Regions from separate parts of the Callithrix jacchus genome. Here region 2 is linked to region 1. The links are chromatin contacts, called in public Hi-C maps. All regions are on one chromosome and are shown on one strand. The core of a region is the stretch at or near the end of the contact, and the rest is flanking DNA. Distances in the headings are between cores, read along the strand shown.

What was found. Hi-C and Micro-C count contacts between places; a contact is called where the count stands out from the background.
Region 2: a Hi-C map of skeletal muscle shows a contact between it and region 1, with 2.7 times the contacts expected there. The contact joins two enhancer-like sites. A contact is called at or near these places in 2 of 3 Hi-C or Micro-C datasets (both in skeletal muscle).

The regions. Positions count from the first base shown.
Region 1 is chr8:7,389,715-7,396,714 of calJac240_pri, reverse strand. All of the region lies in intron 2 of RORA (RAR related orphan receptor A), which reads left to right. Among named protein-coding and RNA genes, the nearest start is that of ICE2, 110 kb to the right of the region's middle. Within about 2 kb of position 2,579, at least 6 of the 16 cell types and tissues checked have an H3K27ac peak or open chromatin away from gene starts, as enhancers often do. A contact at or near this core is called in skeletal muscle, where this site is marked.
Region 2 is chr8:7,696,862-7,703,230 of calJac240_pri, reverse strand. The region is part of intron 1 of RORA (RAR related orphan receptor A); the gene reads left to right. Among named protein-coding and RNA genes, the nearest start is that of RORA, 360 kb to the left of the region's middle. Within about 2 kb of position 4,115, at least 1 of the 16 cell types and tissues checked has an H3K27ac peak or open chromatin away from gene starts, as enhancers often do. A contact at or near this core is called in skeletal muscle, where this site is marked.

The sequences.
Region 1 (7,000 bases), core at 1,330-3,829:
GTCCCTCCTCAGTCCTTTTTGCTAAAAGTGTGGTTTTGCCTTCCCACCTTCTTGGTCAGTTTCTTCAGTTTGCCTAGAACCACTTGAAATGTTGATGCCAAAAATGGACCCCAAGTGCCAGTTGTGATATAATTCTCTTGACGCTTACCCCACCATGTCGTAGAGAGGAAGTCCTGACTTAAAGATGAAAAACTTTTGTTTTAAATTCTTGAAGATAACATCAGCTATGCTGCTTCTCTAGCACCTCTCACCACCAGTGTTTATGAGATCATTGTTTGTGAAAGTGGACTTTTGAACTGTTTAGGAATAATTTCGGTTCCATTTGAAGTTGATTGTTAAATAACCAGGAAAATCAAAGATGCTACAAAAATAATTAAAGGAACATTAGAAGCATTTTAGGGATTTTTCTGCGGCTTGTCAGATCTGAGATAAGGCTGCCCTCTAGTGGTTAGTTGACCATGGACGCCTAAACCTGTCATGGTGCCAGTGAATTTCCCATCAGGCTAGTGGGAAGGTCAAAGGTTGAAGTTATTTTCTCAATTGGAATGAGACGTTCTACATCCGATTCAAAAGTTTAACTCGTTGTTTTTCATGGTTATCAGAAATGTAACTTTAAAGGAAATACTGAATTTTAAAAGTTGGCTTGCCAGGAAGTAAGGGAAAAATTTTTTTAACTTAAGATAGATTAAAGCTCATTTATTTGCTGTTTGGCTCCATATTCAGTTTAAGTGAAATTTGGTTTGTGAGTAAACAGTTATTATGACCTTTTAGTAATTCTTGTATTTAAGTTTCATCCTCCATTCTATATCCCAACCCTGGAATTTTTTTTAAAAGAGGTCATTTGATGAGCTAAATTCAGTATTTCCTCTTTTTAAATCTAGAGCTTTTTCTCTTTAAGAAATGATAAACATTTAGAAAAAAGGTAAACTACAGTAGCTGATTGGGGGCATTAAAACAATTTTAAACATGGATGAAAAAACTATTAACCCCTCGGTTTCTGAAGATTTTTGGTTAGATCATTTGGTTCACTTAAGTATATACAGTTTGTCTAAAAAAAAAAGAGTATATGTCAAAAAATATGCATGAGGTAGAGACAAGCATTTGTTTGTGTAATTTTTAAGATAAATAAATAATACAAGTGGATTGTAGATCTGTATTTTGGTATTACAGCAAGTATGAAACAATCATAAAACAATCTGATTTCTGTTGGAATCTGAGGAGTAAATATAGATCTTCCTATTTGCTTAAATATTATTTGTTCCTGATGCTACACAGAGTTATAAGTATGCACATTTTTATGAATTTTGCATTGCTTAAGAAGTCAGAGCTGATCTGTGGTAGAATAACCAGGGTAAAAATAATGACAAATAGTCACCAGGATTGTAAAGGATAACGGTGCGTACCTGCTCCCGTTAGAAAGATGAAATTGCATAATTTCGTGAAACACAAAGAAGAAGAAAAAAAAGCAAGGAAAACCTGCTGTTCAAACCTTCCTATCATAGAAATAAGGTGGTGGTTCAGAAGTCAGGACCTGTGGTTAGGTTTCACATCAGTTACTGAAGAAGCCAACCGTTTCACAAGCTGCGCCACCCAGAAGTGTGATTCCTTCACCACATGAGAAGTATTCTTTTTCACAGAATGTTATTTTCATTTTTCAGTTGTTGAGGGTTTTTTTTTTTCTTTTTATTTATCTCACTTCAAATCTTCTGTAGACTATTGGGTGAAAATAAGTAAATAAATTTGTTTCAGCAAATACTTGAGTGCCTGTCGTGTGCTAAGTAATTCAGGTACCACCTTTGCACTTTAATAGTAGAGCTGAGACACCTTCCTCCCAATCAGATGTCTTCAGCCATGAATCAGCGTTTAAAAAATGCGCTGAGAAGTTGGCAGCCACGCTTAGTCAGAGAAGACTCTTCAGGACTGTTGGACCGACAGGTTTGCAGTTGCTGTAAGCTACAAGCCATTTAAAACAACGGAGATTTTTGTGCCGTCCCAAACGGGGCAGTGAAATGTTAACAAACCCTGTGCTTACAAATGAACGTGATTTGCTTCCATGTAAGCCATAAGTTAGCTCTCAAATCCTGCCTGAAAACAGTGGTTCTGAAACTGTAAAGTACAACCCATACTCCAGAGAGTCTCACTCTGTCACCCAGGCTGGACAGTGGACAGTGCAGTGGTGCAATTTTGGCTCACCGTGACCTCCACCTGCCAGGTTAAAGTGATTCTCCTGCCTCAGCCTCCCGAGTAGCCGGGACTACAGGTGCATGCCACCAGGCCCGGCTAATTTTTTGCGTTTTTAGTAGAGACAGGGTTTCACTGTGTTGGCCAGGATGGTCTCCATCTCCTGACCTTGTGATCCACTCGCCTTGGCCTCCCCTAGTGCTGGGATTACAGGCGTGAGATCCCTGCGTGTCACCGAGAGTATGATTCTGTCGTCAGTCTGGAGTGAGGCCCATGAAAGTGTGTATTTACACAGCGTCTCAGATGTTTTCTGAGGCAGCTGGTCCTTAGGCCTCACTTCTGTGAAGCTCTGTCCTAGCCTGTCAGCGCTGGGGTAGGCAGCAGAGTCCTCTACTCCTTTAGAGGCTCCCAAATGTCATTGATCTTCACAGTCATGTGGGAAGCATTTAAAAAATAAAGGCTGTTCTCCAGTAACACCTGCATGGATTCTGCTTACAAAGGCCTAGGGGGAGACCAGGGAACCTTCATTTGTAAAAGCTCCTCTGGTGAGGATAAGGCAGGTTTGGGAATCACTGCTCAGGGCTCTTTCCTCTTACTCATGAGGAAAGGGAATCTCAGAAGAGTGAATGGTATTGAGATAGGCACACACTTCGCTTTAGGTCACTTCTTCAGGGTGGACGAGGTGCCATATGGGAGCAATTTCTGCTGTTGTTATTAACCCACTGGAAATATTTTTCCGGTAACTTTGGCCTTGCGATCAGTGAGCATGCAGAAGAAAGTGGGCAGACTGTTACCCCAAATCTCTTACCCCAAGTGGCCCAAACAGGAGAGGACCCTGAAGCTGTTTGGGTGCTGGAGGTAGCTATGAAACTTGCCAAATACTATACTCTTTTTCGGCGTAAAGCTTTGTCTAGAAGCTCCAGCCTCTGCTGCTGGCATAGACACAATGCGCTGTAGCCTTCAGTGTGTGCCTGGGCCGGGTCTTGCCAGTACTGTGACCACTTAGCAGAGGCACGCCGGGGGTTCTGCTGCTGGAGTCAAGGCCAACTCCGTGGAAACAGTGAGGTCTTTTCAAGGTCGCTTTAGTCAGCAACAAAGTAAAGGTTTCAGCGCCCTGAAGCTGATCAGTGCTTCGTGTTTAGCACATGGACTTGCTCAGGCACAGAGCATCTGGTGTGTATTTGCCAGCGTCCAGGCTCTGGAGGTGACGTCCAAACAAAGGACACCAAATGCTGCCTTCCTGCAGCTTAGATTCTAGTCTGGTGGAATAGATCGAAGTAGACTTGCCGTGGCTGCTGTGAAGAAGGCCCGCCCGACCCCTTCCACACTGCTGCACCAGCCCCCTTTTTCCTGTGAAAGTGCTGGTGTAGTGTTGCATTGTTGTGGCAGATGGGACGCTGGTGGCCGAGGGGACAGCAGTGATCATGTCAGACTTAGGCTCTGGTCTCTGTGAGTGTACATTCTGGTGGGGGAGGTAGATAATACTTAGGTAAACATATCAATAAACTAGATAAATACAGATAATGCCAACTGCTAGGCTAATATAGAAACAGTGTAATGGTTTAGAAATGCTTACGGCCTCATGGGTCAACATCGGGGAACTGAACCAAAATATGTTTCCAGCTGATGCTGAATATTTTGCACTAGACCCAGAAGAGAGCTTACAGGTCATCTGCTTCCAACCTGGTCCATATATTAATATATCTAGAGAGTTTTTAAAAGATGTACAAGCCTAGTCTTACAGATTTCTGACTTTACTGGTCCAAGGTGTAGGGCTCAAGTATTGCTACATCTTTGAAGATGCTCAGATAATTCTGGTTGAGAAACCTCTGCAGTCCAACACCCTCACTTTGTATGTGAGTCACCCCGTCTGCAGTGTAGCCAAACCATGTTGAGTAGTGGAAACCCTTTCCATAGGGTGGGAGGAAGATGGAGACATGGGTTCTCGTCCCAGACCTGCGATGCAATAAGTCCCCACTTGTTCCCTTTCCCCATTTTTGAAGCTAAGGGGTTGGACGTGATAGCCACCGAGATCTTGTCCAGCCCTTCCGTTCTATGAAAGTGTTTCTGTTACGACAGAGACACGCTCTCGTTTCTTGTTTGAGACTTGGAGAAGCAAACAAAGGCCTCCTACTTTCCTTATTCCCTGTCTCTGCCCCTAATTGCTGTAGGTGCTTCGATCAGCTAGTCAGTTCATTTTGGAAGTGAAAATTTAAGGTAGAAAGAGGTAATTACTTTATGCTGACTGTTTAAATAAATTTCAGAAGAAGCAAATTTTCATTAATATTAATAATAAATATGCCCAGACTTAGTTCTAGTAAATTACAGTCATACCTTATTTATTAAATTCTAGCCCAAAGCTTTTTCTGTGTTTGATGGTTGATTTAAAACCAAGGGGCGAGGGCAGTTGTTTAAAAATGGAAACCCTGGAATAGCTGTAACCACTGCATACCACAGTAATTTTATTCTTTACCGAAGATTCCGGGCCAGGAACCCAAAGAAACTGAGTCTCTCCCAGTGTATGGTCTGCAGTTTATTAGCAAGCAGAAACAGTGTGTACCTTGCGATGCCATCTTCTTTTATTAAAAAGAAAATCAGAACTAACCTCCACCATGAAATATATCATTTAATTTCCTCATTTGAGACCTGGCATCTCTAAGAACTTGATTTTCATTGAAACATTTATTCAAAAAGACAGCAGTTCATTATCAACCAGCACGGTGAGCACCTTAAGTTTATTTCCTTGTGTGGAATTTCCCAGTGGCGTTTCATAATATTCGGTAGTTTCAGAAGCGATAAAGGAGTTTGGAAAGAAAATCTGATGGGAGCTGGTAAATGAAATTAGAGCCATATCCTTTTCAATAGAGATCTTTAAAGATTTGCGTAGTGCCCATTTTCTGTCTGTATTGAAGGAACAGTGCATAAATCGTATTCACAGCCACGTTTGCTTCAGACACATGATTATGAAAAATCATCTTCCTCTAACTTAAGTTGCATCCGTGATAGCAAGCAACTTTTGAAAATATTGTTGAGCAAAACAATTGGTTTAATAGAAATCCATCTCAAAAGCAATGTTTCTACCACAAGCAAAATCTAGTAAAACAGAAGTGTTTTGTTTCCACCATTGCAGAGAAACAAAGTTGTTTAAGATGAGCTGAGATGTCTCAGAGTTTTGGCAGTCTTTCTAAGCCCCCTGCTGCTGCTGTGTTCAGAATCCCTTTTGAAGTGGCTTGGAAGTTGCCATGCAATTTCAGTGGCTGCTTAGGGGAAATATTGGCTAAACTATTCATTTTGACTGTTAAGATGGATTGAACGTTTTCAGAATGTTTTCATTTGCTGGAAATGTGTTTTGCACTTGGGCTCCTCTTGTTGAAGTAGGAAGGTTGGTTACCAGCCATCTGATGATGCCTCAGGGTGTTTACAGAAAAAGTGGGTGCCGTAGTTACATTTGAGCAGAGCCCTCCCCCAACAAAGATAGTGTGGTAATCAGCAGGAATGTGAAAACATGTATTTAAGGACTGATGCTTGTAAAAGAGGTGCTGTAAAGAAACATGGTTGTTCAGATGTAAGACATGACTGACAGCTCTCCTTGTGGGCATGCTAGTAACAATAAAGCCTAGAAGTTCAACATCAAAGCCATCACAGCTTATTCCACCGGTGACTTGCACATCAAAGAGGGAGCACAAGACAAAGGAAGTGCACCGAGGTATGTTTCTGCCTCATAGCCAGATCCTCAGGGGGAGCTCCCAGCGCTCCTTTCATGAATGCATCGTGATTTTTGCAGATCGGCGTCTTCATTTCATAAATGGCCTGGAATATAGACGCAGATGAACGCCTTAATTGCCCCCATCACTTGAAGTTTGGGTAGGAAAGATTCAGCACAGGAGCGACTGGTCTCTCTGGTTTCCTTGAGTAGTGAATTCTATCCCTGTGTGGGCAACTCTGACTTCACCTAACGTAGTAGAGGGAATGATTCACAAAATGAGAGCGAACACAGTGGATGCCATCTGTGTTCAAGTTGGTCATTTGGAATTATGCTTGAGAACATAAAGCTGGACCTAAGTTAGTGCAGTATGCCTGTTGTTTCTTTCCTCTTGATTGCCTAATTTTTTGAGATGAACCTTGTGGGTGGATTTCTGCTGAATCAGGTGTGCATTACTTAACAGGCGCGTGTGATAATGAAATTCAGCCCTGTTAAACAAGCTCTAAATCAATCATCAGATCTGTGCCTCAGTTCTCCAACTCAAATCATCTGTCCTCCAAAATGGCAAAAGTAGAACAGGAAGAAGAGTCTGGGTTTGACTTTTTTCCCCCCTCTCTTGATAGTAAATTGAAAATGAAATTAACCATGCAAGTATTATGAGAGGTTTGAAATAATGTGATTTTTTTTTTTTTGGCTTGCCTTTGAAATGTAAAGTTTTTTCATAGTTCATCTTTAGTAATTTACTCACTTTTTAAATGCTATTGAAAAATAGTAGTGCTCTGTGTAGTCATTAATAAACACGAAGCAGGTTTCTCAAGGCTCTAGGGAGACCTCATAACACAACTCTGTTACTAATTGATGCTATACTGAGCTAACAAAAGTGGTGCTTTGGTAAACAGAAGTTAGAAAGCAAGAAGTTGAAGAACTATAGGGGATTATGTAGACATCAAGGGTTGGAAATTATAATAAGGCCTCTTTAGAGGAGCATTAATTTGCATGTGGCTGAATTAGGACAACCAATTATTTCTGAGGACACTACTAAGAGCTCATCCAAAATACCCACAAAGTGAAAGGTTTGGGAGAGTTGGGAGCCAAGGGAGATGGAGGGGACACTGA
Region 2 (6,369 bases), core at 2,866-5,365, 300 kb before region 1:
ATTAGATCTAAGGGGTGAGACCATTTATTCGTTCATTAAAAACTACTTTGTACTGAATACTTGGCTAAATGATTAAGATAACGTCACACACCCTTTACCCATAGAAGACCTCAATCTGGTGTGGAGGATGTGTTAGGGAGAGAGTCAGAATCTGAGATGAACACTTGAATCATGAGTGAGGGGAAGTTCTGGGCACAAGAGGCTCTGGGTACCAGCTGAGGTTGGGAGGGACAAAAGATCAAGGAATTATCTTTAAAGATGTGGCACTTGATGTGAAAAATGAAAACTAAGAAGAAGGAAAGAGAGGGAGCCCATAAGTGAAGGAATTAGGAAAAGAAAAGATGAATAGGGATTGCAGTGGTGAGGAGGATATGGAAGGACACTCCAGGGAGGAGGAAGAGCAGGGGAAGAGCACGTAGCACTAAACAGTATGTGCACTCTGGAAGCTACGTAGGGGAGCATGGCTGGAGGTGAGGAGAAGAGGCCAGGAGGTGAGCCAAGGGGGGCAGATGTGAAGGAGCTTGTGCACCACGCTAGGAATTTGGCTTAGATAGTGTTGGTGCTGGGGAATCATGCAAGAAAGACCAGATGTACTGCCATGGGAAGGGACTAATTAATTGGATTGGCAAATCAAGAAGTGGTGGTACTAGCATTTGGGACCACGAGATTCGCTCTACCTGTGTATGAACCACCTCTTCAGGCACTCAGTAGAGAGGTGATTGCACTCCGCAGTTTCAGAGATTCTAGGAGATGCCAGGCAAAATGTTTGCTGTTCTCGCTGTGCTACTTTGTACTTGGTTGCTACATTCTGTGCACCCTGAGAGACCCCGGTGTGGTCCCTTGGGTACCATTCGAAAAGTTTCTCTTGCTGTCTCGTTTCCAGAGTTAAGACAGAACAATAGCTGCCTATGTGTTTGTCTGCACATTACGGCGCTGTATCTTCTCAAGATACCCAATGTCTTGCTCAGATCACCTTTTGAATTTGTTATCCTTTTAGGTTTTCATTGCATTCTCCAAAGCATCTTTGCATATGATCTTCCTAGTACCCCCGCGAGAGATGCAGAGCATCTCACAGATGCCGGCATTCATTCTAGAGGAGGTTAAATGGCCAATGCAAGATCACAGCTTAAAGTATGTATAGACCGGGGCCTCAGACACAGAGCTCCCACCTCTTACACTAGTGCTTGCTCTGCTATGGCGTGCTTGCTTTATAATAGCGCTTCTCTCATTGCGCTGCCAGTGAGTTATTCTCCAAAGTGTAAGTTCATTTGTAAAGCTTGTAATAAGCTGTTTACTTTGGAATCCTTTTAGATTTGCATAGAGTTGTAAAGATAGCGCAGAGAGTTTCTGCATACCTTATTACCCAGTTTCTCTCAGTGTTAACATCTTACATAACTGTGATTCATTTGCCAAAACTCAGAAGTTAACACTGGCACATTACCATTAACCAAAGTGCAGACTTTATTTGGATTTTACCAAGTTTTTCCACTAATGTCCTTTTTCTGTTCCAGGATTGAATCCAGGATACAGCATTGCATTTAACATCCTTAAACTTTTTAATTATACATGGTTGTGGTATATGGAAGCTGACTACTTCACATAAGAGGCTTTGAACAGGCTAGACTGGACAAGAGAGAGCCAGTTCTGTAAAAGGGAAAAGTCTTCCTTTTTAAGTGGAAAAACCATTCAGCTTGGGAATATAGGAGACACATTTCCCTCAACTCTTCTAGGCTAATGGCTCTCACAAGGAAGAACAGAGTCAAAATCTGGGTTGGTGATATTCATGTTGACTTGATGAATGGCGTTACAAGTAGTCTGGCTGGCTGTGGCCCTTGAAACAAATGATGCACATAAAATACTTCAAACCTCATGTAGATGTCATTCTCCAGTCCCATAAACAATGCTTTGTTTGCTAAGGCAGTGGTTCAGTGAAGGCCATTATTTGGTAGACCTTAAGCTTGTAAGCTAAACTCCAAATTTAACAGAGAAGTTACCAAATAATTCTTGAGTGCCCTTGAGGAGTTTGGCTTCCAAATTTGTGCTTTGGTGTGGTTTGAAAAAAAAAAAAAAAGACCTTTGTTCTGCAACAGGAATGTAATTTGGGGAAGTATGCAAAAATTCTGTTGCCTGGATATCTCCATCCCATCTCCTCTTGTGGGCGCGATCTCTTATGCATTGAAGTCCATTCTAATTACTGTTTCCTATGCTTGTTCTAATGTGCCCGAGAAGGTAGTTCTAAAAGTTTCCTCACTTTAGAGAAAAGAGGATCTGGCTGTGTTTGCACGAGCCTCAGACCTCTCCAACTGTATTGATTGTCTAGCACGCCAGACAGCTGTGATGTGTCTTCATAACAGGGCCAGTAGAGTAACTGAGGGAGTTAAGTTGTTTAAAAAATACTTCTTGGCAAGAGATCTCATTGGTCGTCTTGGAAAAGAACAATAGGATTAGGACTTTTCTTGTACAATAGCCAGAGGCAAACATGCTTATGTCACAGGGACAGTTAAACACCACCACAAGTGCCCCATGTGTAACTAGTGAGTGTAAGGAGCGGGCTAGCATGGAATGCCTGTGACCATTGACAGCCAGAATGCCCAGTGGAGGCAGGGAAATGCAGGCCATAATCCAGGAAGTCTTATGCTTTTGTGACACCAAGTAGGTTTCTGTGCAAAAGTGTTTGAGCGTCATCAGACATACACAGTTATAAACAGACTACCTAAGGTGATGGCCAGGTGCTTTCTTAGTCAAATGTATCCTCCCACAGAGATTTGCTGGCTAAAGATGCCCCTCTGCTCTGCGGTTGTTGCCACTGCCTCTGCTCTTCCTCCACCTCCTCAGGTCCAAATGCTTTTTATCCACCAAGGACCAGCATATGAGCTACTTCTTCCATGCAACCTGGTAGATGCCTGTAAATGGAAGACACTGTTGCTCCTCTAGGATTCACAAAACCTGTGTCTGTAGCTCTTAGGTTCTGTCTGGTGATAGAAGTAGGTGTCTAATTCCCCCCATAGGATAATTAATTTGTGCATAGGATATTTGTTTAATTACCTTTATTTACCCCCACAGTGCTTACCATGCTGCTTGGTACATACCAGCAGTTCAAGAACTCTCTCAATAAACAGCACCTGGTTTCTGTACCCAGTTGCAGCTAGTAACAGAATAACCTTTGTTTTGCCCATTACCTTATAACTGAAATCATGAATAAAAGGAAGGCCTTGTCACATGTCTGATTGAATTCTTATACCATTGCTGCAAAAACTACTTCGTGGAGATCTTTTCCTTGGCTCAGTCAACGACAATGAGCCTTCTAGCAGTGAGTGAGAAGAGATAAGCACACAACCAAAGACACGGAGAGTCCTCACGTCGCTTCTTGATCTTGCTGTGAATTACGAGTGGTGCAGTGTATCCTAGTCATGTTGCCCCCTCCATCTGGGTCATAATTGTGGAGGAAGGAAAAACAGCGATGCAGTAGCAAGCCAGAGGGAACAAGAGGAGGATGGCACAGGGTGCCAGGGCCAGGGTTCCCCTAGGGCTAGCGTCGCGGATGCACTCTCTTGTTCATTTTACGGTTTTCCAAAAGGAGTGGGAGCAGTGGTCACTTGCTTACGGTGTTTATTTTTTTGCTCCTGGAAGTCTGGGGCTTGTAAAAGCCATTACTTGAGAGCAGCTGGGGCAACCTGAAACTTTTAGCAAATATTTATAGTACCTGTTATGTGACCAGCCACATGCTGCACATTGCGTGCCATCAGACCTGCCCACTCAGCTTGGAGAGACTCATCAACAAGAGATTGCTAGTCATGTCTCCACCCAAAGTGTTCGCTGAACTCAGGAGTCTTAAGCTGAAACGTGTCCTGCACTACAACTGCCGTTTCCTTCTCCTTTGAGGTGAACCTGGACAATCTATATTGTGGCCTACCCCGGGTGACACCGATAGTCCCAACCTCTGCAATAGATGCCTCTCCTGGGATTTTCATGGAAAAGAAAAATCCATCTTTAAAATTGTGAACTCAACCCATGCCCTCTGTATCTCCGGGAAAGGTCCTACGCGTGAATTCAGCCCCGTTCCGGTGCCTGACAACTCCTTACACACGGGTCAGTGGGAAAAACAGTTACCTTGGCTGCACTGAAGACCTGTAGTTTCATGGTCATTTCAGCCAGAATACAAGGAACTTAGGTGTTCTTTTTTTCTAGATGTGGCCCATTTTCTGAAGGATACCACCATCAAAAATACTGTAAAATAATGGGGAGGCAGGTGCATAATGGCGTGATTTGGTGGTGCAAGCGTGGTGGTGATCGAACCGGAGCATCCATCATGTCTGGCGTGGGTTCTGGTCAGCTTCCTTGTTTGAAGTGTGCTGTCTGTGCCTAGTGGAAATAGTTGCCAGCCTGTGTTTGGAAAGCCGTGAAGAAAGCAGCTCTTTATGTACAGATAGACGGGAAGGCATGAAGTGCTCCCAGACATTTCCTCAATTCTCCTCTTACTGTTTTTTCCCCTGGAAAATGCTTTCATACTCAATTGATAAGGTCCCAAGTGAAATTTACACATGAAAGAAGGGAGACCTTCTAATAAGATGACATTAGAATGCTTCTTTTCTCCCGGACACCCTTATACCCTCTCTGACTGAATGTATTTGAAACAAAAGTATCATGCACTTTGGGGTGGGAGGAAGCCTAAAGGCCACTCCATCCAGTCCTTTATTTGCTGTTTAAATCCCTCCCACATTAGCCACACAGGAGGGTTGGTCCAAGACTCCAAGTCGGTGATTCTTCTGATGATGGAGGGCTTGCTAACCCAACAGAACTATCAGGTTTGGAAGCGAACTTAAGCTAATAAAACAGCTTTCAATGCACAAGTCCTCATTAATAATAAAGGCTACTTTTTTCAAATACGCATGACTGTGCTAAGAGCCTGAGAGCTTGACATGTACCAACTTATGCTATTCACAGTCACCTCCAAGGGACATTCTGTTACTACCATTTGCCAGTTAAAGGAACCAAGTCTTAAGTAAGTTGGTGAAAGTGCTTATCCAGTTTATGTACAGATACCTGCAGTGACAGGGACCATGCAGTTCTTCTCCAGCCAGCTCTGACTCTCAGAGCCTGCTTCTCTGTAAGGTGCAGTATGTCTCCCTATAGTTCAAGCAGCAGTTGTTAACTGCTGAAATTCTGCCACCATGCTAGGTATTTTAGATTTAAGCAAACTATGGGTGTTATTTGCGTGTTTATATACATTTTACCTTATTTTAAGAAATATTTGGGGAAAATAGAAGGAAACTTCTGATATATAACAATGGCAAAATATACATAAGACTAGAGAAGCAGGATCAGAGAAAGTGTGAGTAACACTGAAGACCGTCATGACCAAATTTAAAATATGCTGTATGCATTATATAGAACAAGGGAGACCGCTACATCAATTCATTTTATATTTTACCTGGACTTCCTGGCAACCAAAACTAAGTGGGAGACATTATCAATTCACAGCCTTTTTAATCAACTGATCATTAAAAACGAGCCATTTTCTTGAACTAAATTGTGAAAGAACTATCCTAGGGTCTCATATAGAGAATATCAAGAGATCCAGGTAGCTGTAGCCTCAACAGAGTCTCTGCAGGGTACACATGAATGTACTTAGCACACTGATACGCTCAGGCTCTTACAGCATGTTTCGTTAGAACCCAAGGGCAGAGCATTAAAATAAACTTGGCCAAAAGGGCAACGAGGGTCAAATATATAGCTTATGACTTCCCTTCTGTATTCTACCCTATGAGGAAAAACTCTCTACTGCCGCTCTCAGTATTTTGCTTCAGACACCAGATGTGTGGGTTTCTTTTCCTATAACAATTCAGTTCTGTGGTGCACAAGACCTGGGTGTTCTACAGTTAAACTCGATTCTGACACTCTCCGCCTGGAAACAGCATCAGACTCCACAGGTTAGTCACACAAAACTGTCCCCACTTAAGATGTCAATCTACAGATTGTCACCTGTGATTTCTGACCCACCACCTGTAAATTTGAAGTCGCCACTCCCTCCTCAGATTCAGTCGTTTTTTGCTAGAACAGATCAAAAAGCTCAGGACAACAGTTTTCTTACTAAATTACTGGTTTATATTAAAATATATGTATATGTAAAATATATATATATATATAAAAAGGCTGAGTGTGGTGTCTTACACTTGTAGTTCCAGCACTTTGGGAAGTCAAGGCAGGCAGATCACTTGAGCCCAGGCATTCAAGACCAGCTTGGGCAACATGGCGAATCCCCATCTCTACTAAAAATGCAAAAGATAGCTGGGCGTGGTAGCTCACAGCTGTTGTCCCAGCTAGTCAGGAGGCTAAGGCATGAGAATGGCTTGAGATCCTGGAGGCAGT